Linked DNA regions of Triticum aestivum: region 2 is linked to region 1. The links are chromatin contacts, called in public Hi-C maps. All regions are on one chromosome and are shown on one strand. The core of a region is the stretch at or near the end of the contact, and the rest is flanking DNA. Distances in the headings are between cores, read along the strand shown. Region 1 holds the start of LOC123050566 (inactive poly [ADP-ribose] polymerase RCD1). Region 2 holds the start of LOC123050596 (lysine-specific demethylase JMJ706).

Region 1 (3,004 bases), core at 45-2,544:
TAAAGGAGATCTATCTTTCTTTTTTACAACGCTTGATAGGTGAGGTAGCGACAAGTAGTTGTGTACGGTTCTAGGGCATATCCCAGACACGTAAAATTCATTGTTGTAACGCTATGATGGTGGGCTCTTCACCCCTTTCTTCTACTCCCTCCTTCCCATATTGTTAGGCATATTAGTTTTAGCACGAAAAATAACGCAACAATCATCGTTAGTTGAGCCATCTTAGCGGGAAGCGTCCACGACTCAAAAAAAGAGGAGGAAGGCATGCACGATTTCTTGGAACCATCTCCAGAAAATTAGCGATACTCTATAACAACTCGAGAGAGGAAATCGACTGCATGCGTCTTACATACTGAGACTGCATGTAAAAGCTAATACGCCTAACAAAATGGGAAGAAGGGAGTATCAATTTATGACACACACTCGTGTGTATTCTAAAAAGAAAAAAATCATACAAGACGAAGAAGAAGCAACACTTTGAATTCGAAGCAGTTCATCCGCCCAAAGGCAACTAGAGCTCAACATAGTCAAGTATACTGACTCGATTAAGGTCTTATTGACCAACTAATTGTGTGAAAACTGCACCTCCAACGACGACGAGCTATAAGAAAATGACTCCAACATCTATATGCCACCACTTAGAGTCGCGAGTAAATTAAGGGTTAGCCTTTTCAAACGAGCCTCGTTTTCCCTTGTATGGCTGCCGATGACTGGGACGGAAATAGTCTTAGAAAGTACGCAGCCTCGACGAGAGCATATATTGTACTTAATTACATGTGGTTTATTATATACGAGTATATGTACGTGTATACATACGTCGGTTGATAGATAGTAGGTTCGTGAAACATGCAGTGCAATTCCGGTGTGCCCAAGCCATAAGAAAATCAAATTGGAGGCCAGCACGAAGTTCCATCAGGAGCACGTCACCCCGTACTACACACGAACGAACCCCAATAATGCACGCAACCGGTCCGGACGTCAAGAAAAACTACTGCCAGACGGCGAATATCCGGCATCACGGACGGACGGACGGCTGCGGGCGGGGCAGGGAACGTTGACCGCGGGTGTGAACCGTCCGATCGCTGGATGTCGGCATCACGGCGTCCCATTTTGCTTACGGCCCAAGCAAAATCGTTCCGGCCACGCAACTTGGCATCCAAGTTTAGCGCGCCCAGCGCCACCGCCAGGCGGGCCCGACCCGCGGCGGGGCCCCGTGTGTCGGCCGCGGAGGCGGTGGGTGGAGCACAATAAGGGTCGCAAGTGGGCACGACAAAGGCGTGGACCCGCGTTATTTCTCCGCCCAATAATATTTCCCCCACCGCCGCACGGCTCCTCCACCCCGACCTTCCTCTCGCCTTCGCCCCCGCCCCCGCCCCCTTGCCGCCGCCGCCGCAGCGATTCTCCGAGCCGAGTCCTTGCTTTGACCAGCCGCGTCTCGCCGCCGGCCGGGGGAGCATCTTCGGCGGGGTAGCTCCGGCAATCGATCGTAGCCGGGGGATAAAGTGGGCTCCGTAGGGGAGTCCTAGGGGGGGTGACAGGGGGGTTAGATCGGGCAAGATGAACCGCTCAATATCCTCCGCCGTGACCCCTGCTGATGCTGCCGCTAACCCTAGGTAAGCGTCGGTCGGTGAATCCATCGATTCGGCTCGCCCCTTGCATGGATCTACGCGACCCGCCCGATTGTTAGGCCGTGTGTGATGATTTCATATCTCTATATGTTCGATCTGGTGAATATTCTTTTGTGAGAGTTAGGTAGGCTTTTTTGTTCGGTTTCGATCATCTGTGACACCGGGAAGCTGGTTGTTGACTGCTAAAGTTGTAGATTTAGGATTTACCAAGTGGATTCCGTGCACCCATGACTCGCTAAATATTAAAAATTCCATCTTTGCTATGAATTTCGCGTTAGCTTATCTCCATCTTGTTTGTGTGGTGAGGAACTAGTTATTTTCATCACAACTTTGCTTGATTCAACTTGAGACATCATTTGCCTTTTACTTCATGTAATTTCCTGATTAGGCCAGCGCTTTCAAATAATATTTGGCTTACAAAGCATATTTTCGCGCGCAGGTGAATACTCCCTCTGTAAACTAATATAAGAGCGTTTAGATACTAAACACTCTTATATTAGTTTACAGAGGGAGCACATGATAGTTGTGCGTCATAATCGTAATTTCTGAGCCCTGTTATTAACGCAATAGATTTTTTTTCAAGCCATATATCCTATGATTTTCTCATTAGGCCAGCTGTTTCAAATGTTTGGTCAACGAAGCGTTTTTCGCGCGCAGATGAATATATGTTTGTTTGGGGTGATAATTATAAATTTTGAGCCCAATTAATGCAGTAGGTTTTTTAAAGCCCTGTATCACGTGTTCTCCTGATTAGGCAAGCTGTTTCAAATATTTGGTTTACGAAGCATAATTTTCGCGCGCAAATGAATACATGATACTTCTGGGTGATAATTGTAATTTCTGAGCCCAATTAATGCAATAGCCGTCTCAAGCGCGCTATATATGACTGAACTCTTGTGCTCACACCCTTCAACAAATGGCGGTTTCTGCATGAGGACTATGGCAAATCAATAGATAATTCCATATTGAAGTATTTTGCTTTTTATTTTATTTTATCTAGTTCGTCGTTCGTCGTGCTAATGTAACATGATAGTTTTGGGGAATTTACTCGTATGTTTAGCTGCCGACAGAGTACTGAGATCTTTGATTTGCATATATTCTGTTTGCTTGATTTAAGATATTCTAGTTTTTTGTCCTTTTTCTTACAGGACCTATCTTCCCTTTTCAGGTTTCCTACTCTTTTGCCCTTATCTCACCCGACCGATATTCTTTTTCTCCTTGTCGATATTGAAGTAGTCTATGCTCAGAGGTTCCTCCATTAGCTTAGTGTAAATATTAGACTTGTTGGGGTTTAGTTTGCTAGAAGGAATTAGTCTCTGCTTGGTGTTCATTTCTGCTTGCTACAATGGCTGCGATGAACGAAAAGGTGTTGGCTA
Region 2 (3,100 bases), core at 412-2,911, 380 kb after region 1:
GTCTCGAGCCCATTCCTGACCTCTGCGGGGAGACAGCTCCTTCCCTCCACCTAAGACATAGCTAGATACATCAGAGAGTGAAGAAGCACATGCAGCATTGCAATTTATAATGTGCAAGCCGGCATTGACCAACAAAGACAGCAGGGTCAATTAGCACCAATAGTTTGGATGCCACGAATTGGTCATAGGTGGAACCGAAAGAGCGGCAACTCCCAGCCAAGTCAAGAAAGCAATAGTCATGGAATCAAACACGGCACATTGATGTCCTCCACGCGGGTGCTTCCCTGCCACGACCATCCGTCGCAATCAGTCTGCCACTGAATTTATCCAGAGCCGTTCTATATTCGAGGTACTATAAAAAGTCCTACTGTATCTCGTGGCAGCAATTTATATAGAAACGCTCGCTGCTTTAAGAATAACGGTCTCTTTAGTAAGAAGGAATCCATAAATTTCGAATCCACGGCCATTAAATCGCAAGCACAACGGTTGATTGACTGATTGAGCGAGGTTCTGCATACTGTAGAAAAATCAGCGGCGAGAAAGGAAGAGGAAAAGGGGTACTAATTTGCAGACTTGGTCAAAGGTAGAATTACGCACATGCGGTACGACCATTGGAGTAGAAACTTGTGGAAAAGGGGAGGAAGATGCCATTGCCTGCTTGGCGCTCGCCGAACAATGGAATGCAACCCCACACGGCAAGGAATAGGACAGCCTAAACTTAACTTGGGAGTACTAGTAGCAGTGATTTAGCACGAGCATCTTAATTAGCCCAAAGGAGAGGGGAAAAGCGAAGAAAAATAAATACTGGTAGAAGCCCAGCTGGTGTGTTTGACTTCTCACGCAGCGAATCTATCTACTACTAATCCTAACGGGCGAGGACGAGCGCGAGGCCAAATTAATACAGCTCATGCGGTGATGATGATACTACCTATGAACAAATCCAAAAACAAAGAGATGGCATAAATAAATGGTTCCTCCTGGTTTTCCAACATTGACGGCCTCGGAATTCACGGGGACGCAGAAACAGAGGGCGTACGAGCAATTCGCCGGACGCGGATTCGTGCGTAATTCGGAACAATTCTCCCAATTGGCGCGGCTCGTGGCGGAATCCATGAATTGCTCGGCGAGGGGGGACGAAATTTACAGGGAAAACGACGCGGTAATTCGAATACTAGGCCTAGGAGAGAGGAATCGAACAGTGACCGGCCACGAACACGCATTAATTGAGGCAGCGGCGGAAGAGGAAGGAGAAGGAGAAAAGGCGCGAAGGAAGAGGGAGCGAGCGACGGAAGCGGAAATTGAAGGGGGAGGCAGATCTCGCGACTCACCATGACTCCGGCGGGGCGCGGCGCGGTTGCGGAGGCCCGTCTAGAGAATTCCCCGGCGGCACGGGTCCCGCATTCCCCTCCGGGCGAGCGGGCGGCGGCGGGGATCCCTCCCAGCCCAACCGAAGCCGGCACGCGCGGCGCGGTCCTCCTTCCTCCTCCTTCCGTCGGTTATTTTCCCGCGCGAGCTACGCGGGAGCGGGAGGTGGAGGCGGGGGCACTGGCGCAATTGAGGGCCAGCAATGGGGGCCCCACCGCGGGGGTTGCCGGCGGGGGAGCGGGTCGCCGGAAGAGGAAGGGAACGGGACGGGACGGGACGGGTCTCTGGCTGTGGGGGAGGGGAGGGGAGGGGCGGGGAGGGTGATATGGGGAAACCGCGGAGAAGGGAGACGAGAGAGCCCCACTTGTACCCGTCGCCCACGCTTTTCGCTTTCCTTTTTTTGCGTCGGGTCGGAGGAGGAGAGGGAGGCGACGGGGTCATGGGAGCGGCGTTGGCGTTGGAGTTGGTTCCACTAACGGAACCGCGTCCCCCGCGCTCTCTCCCCGTTCTGCCCCTGGGCTTCCCACCCCTCCGCCCATTGTCTTTCTTTCTTTCTGGTGGGACTTTTCCTCCTCCTCTCGTCCGCCTGTGTGACACGAGGGAGGGTGGGGGTGGAGGTGGGGTTAGTTGCTCACCTCACCTCACCTGCATGTGACATTTACTGTCCTACCACCACCTGGGACGGACGGACGGACGGTTGGCCCAAAAGGTGCTTGCGAAAACACACAAGTAAATTCCACCTCTTGCTTTTTCTTGATTGAATGAACTACTCCTAGGTTAGCTCGCCACGTGTCGCGCCTGCGTGAGATGAGAGAGACCGCTGTGTGGCTGGAGAGGGATCCGACCTGTTTTTACTTTTTAATTTAATCATCTCCCCCTCTGATTTTAAGGGGATGGAGTCAGGCCTTATTTTGTTTCAATTAAATCAAGCCACGTAGGTGGGAGTACGGATGGGCGCACTCTTAGGGAGCAAGCAAGTCTCGTCCGCCGGAGAGAGACCAATGTTGGCTTGACTCGGATTTAGTTACTTGTGCAGGTATATTCGCCTCTGGATAGATAGAGTGGACAGGAGGCATTTTTTCACCGTTCTAACCAGTACTAACCTTTGGTGGTTTTGATTTGACTAGCAAATATGCTCGTGCGTTGCAACGGGAGACAAAAAATTATGGCTAACCAAATAAGTATGACTCAATATCCTGATATATGAGCGTACTCTATTTTAACATAGTGGCTCATCATGTTGCCATTTTTTTACCCTAGCCGATGATGGCCGCGATGTCCACGTGATCACAATGCATTCGACGCGGTAAATCCCAAGGCTATGAGTTCGCCGGTGCATGCCACACGTGTCATTTTGTTGCGCAAGGGAACGTTTAAAACTTTAAAAACAAATCTCATTGACCACGAAATACTCCCAACGCCAAGACATATAAAGACTTTCGAAAAACTAATCAAATCCTAGACATAAAATACTTTTGAATCAGTGAACAATTTTTCGAATAGACAAACAATTTTTTTTGAAATTTTTTATTTTCTCAAAAAAATGATAAAGATTAGTTTTCTTTACAAAAGAATTTAAATGTATGAACCGGTTTCGAATTCATTAACAATTTTTGACCCAACAAACATTTTTAGAACCGATGAATTTTTTTAAAATTATGGAACAAATATTTATTTTTATTTTTGTGAACATTTTCTAAAATGTCATGAACATTTTTTTCAGATTCCCGAATAT

The links. A called contact is a pair of places that touch in the nucleus more often than the background predicts.
Region 2: a contact with region 1 is called in a Hi-C map of leaf, with 2.7 times the contacts expected there. The contact joins the promoter of LOC123050596 here to the promoter of LOC123050566 in region 1. A contact is called at or near these places in 2 of 5 Hi-C or Micro-C datasets (both in leaf).

Annotation. Positions count from the first base shown.
Region 1 is chr1A:354,773,246-354,776,249 of IWGSC CS RefSeq v2.1, forward strand. It overlaps LOC123050566 (inactive poly [ADP-ribose] polymerase RCD1), which reads left to right and starts at 1,295. Exons shown (of 7, transcript XM_044473346.1): 1 at 1,295-1,613; 2 at 2,797-3,004. The coding sequence starts at 2,974.
Region 2 is chr1A:355,151,825-355,154,924 of IWGSC CS RefSeq v2.1, forward strand. LOC123050596 (lysine-specific demethylase JMJ706) reads right to left here and starts at 1,662. Exons shown (of 11, transcript XM_044473370.1): 1 at 1,329-1,662; 2 at 1-50. The coding sequence starts at 1,331.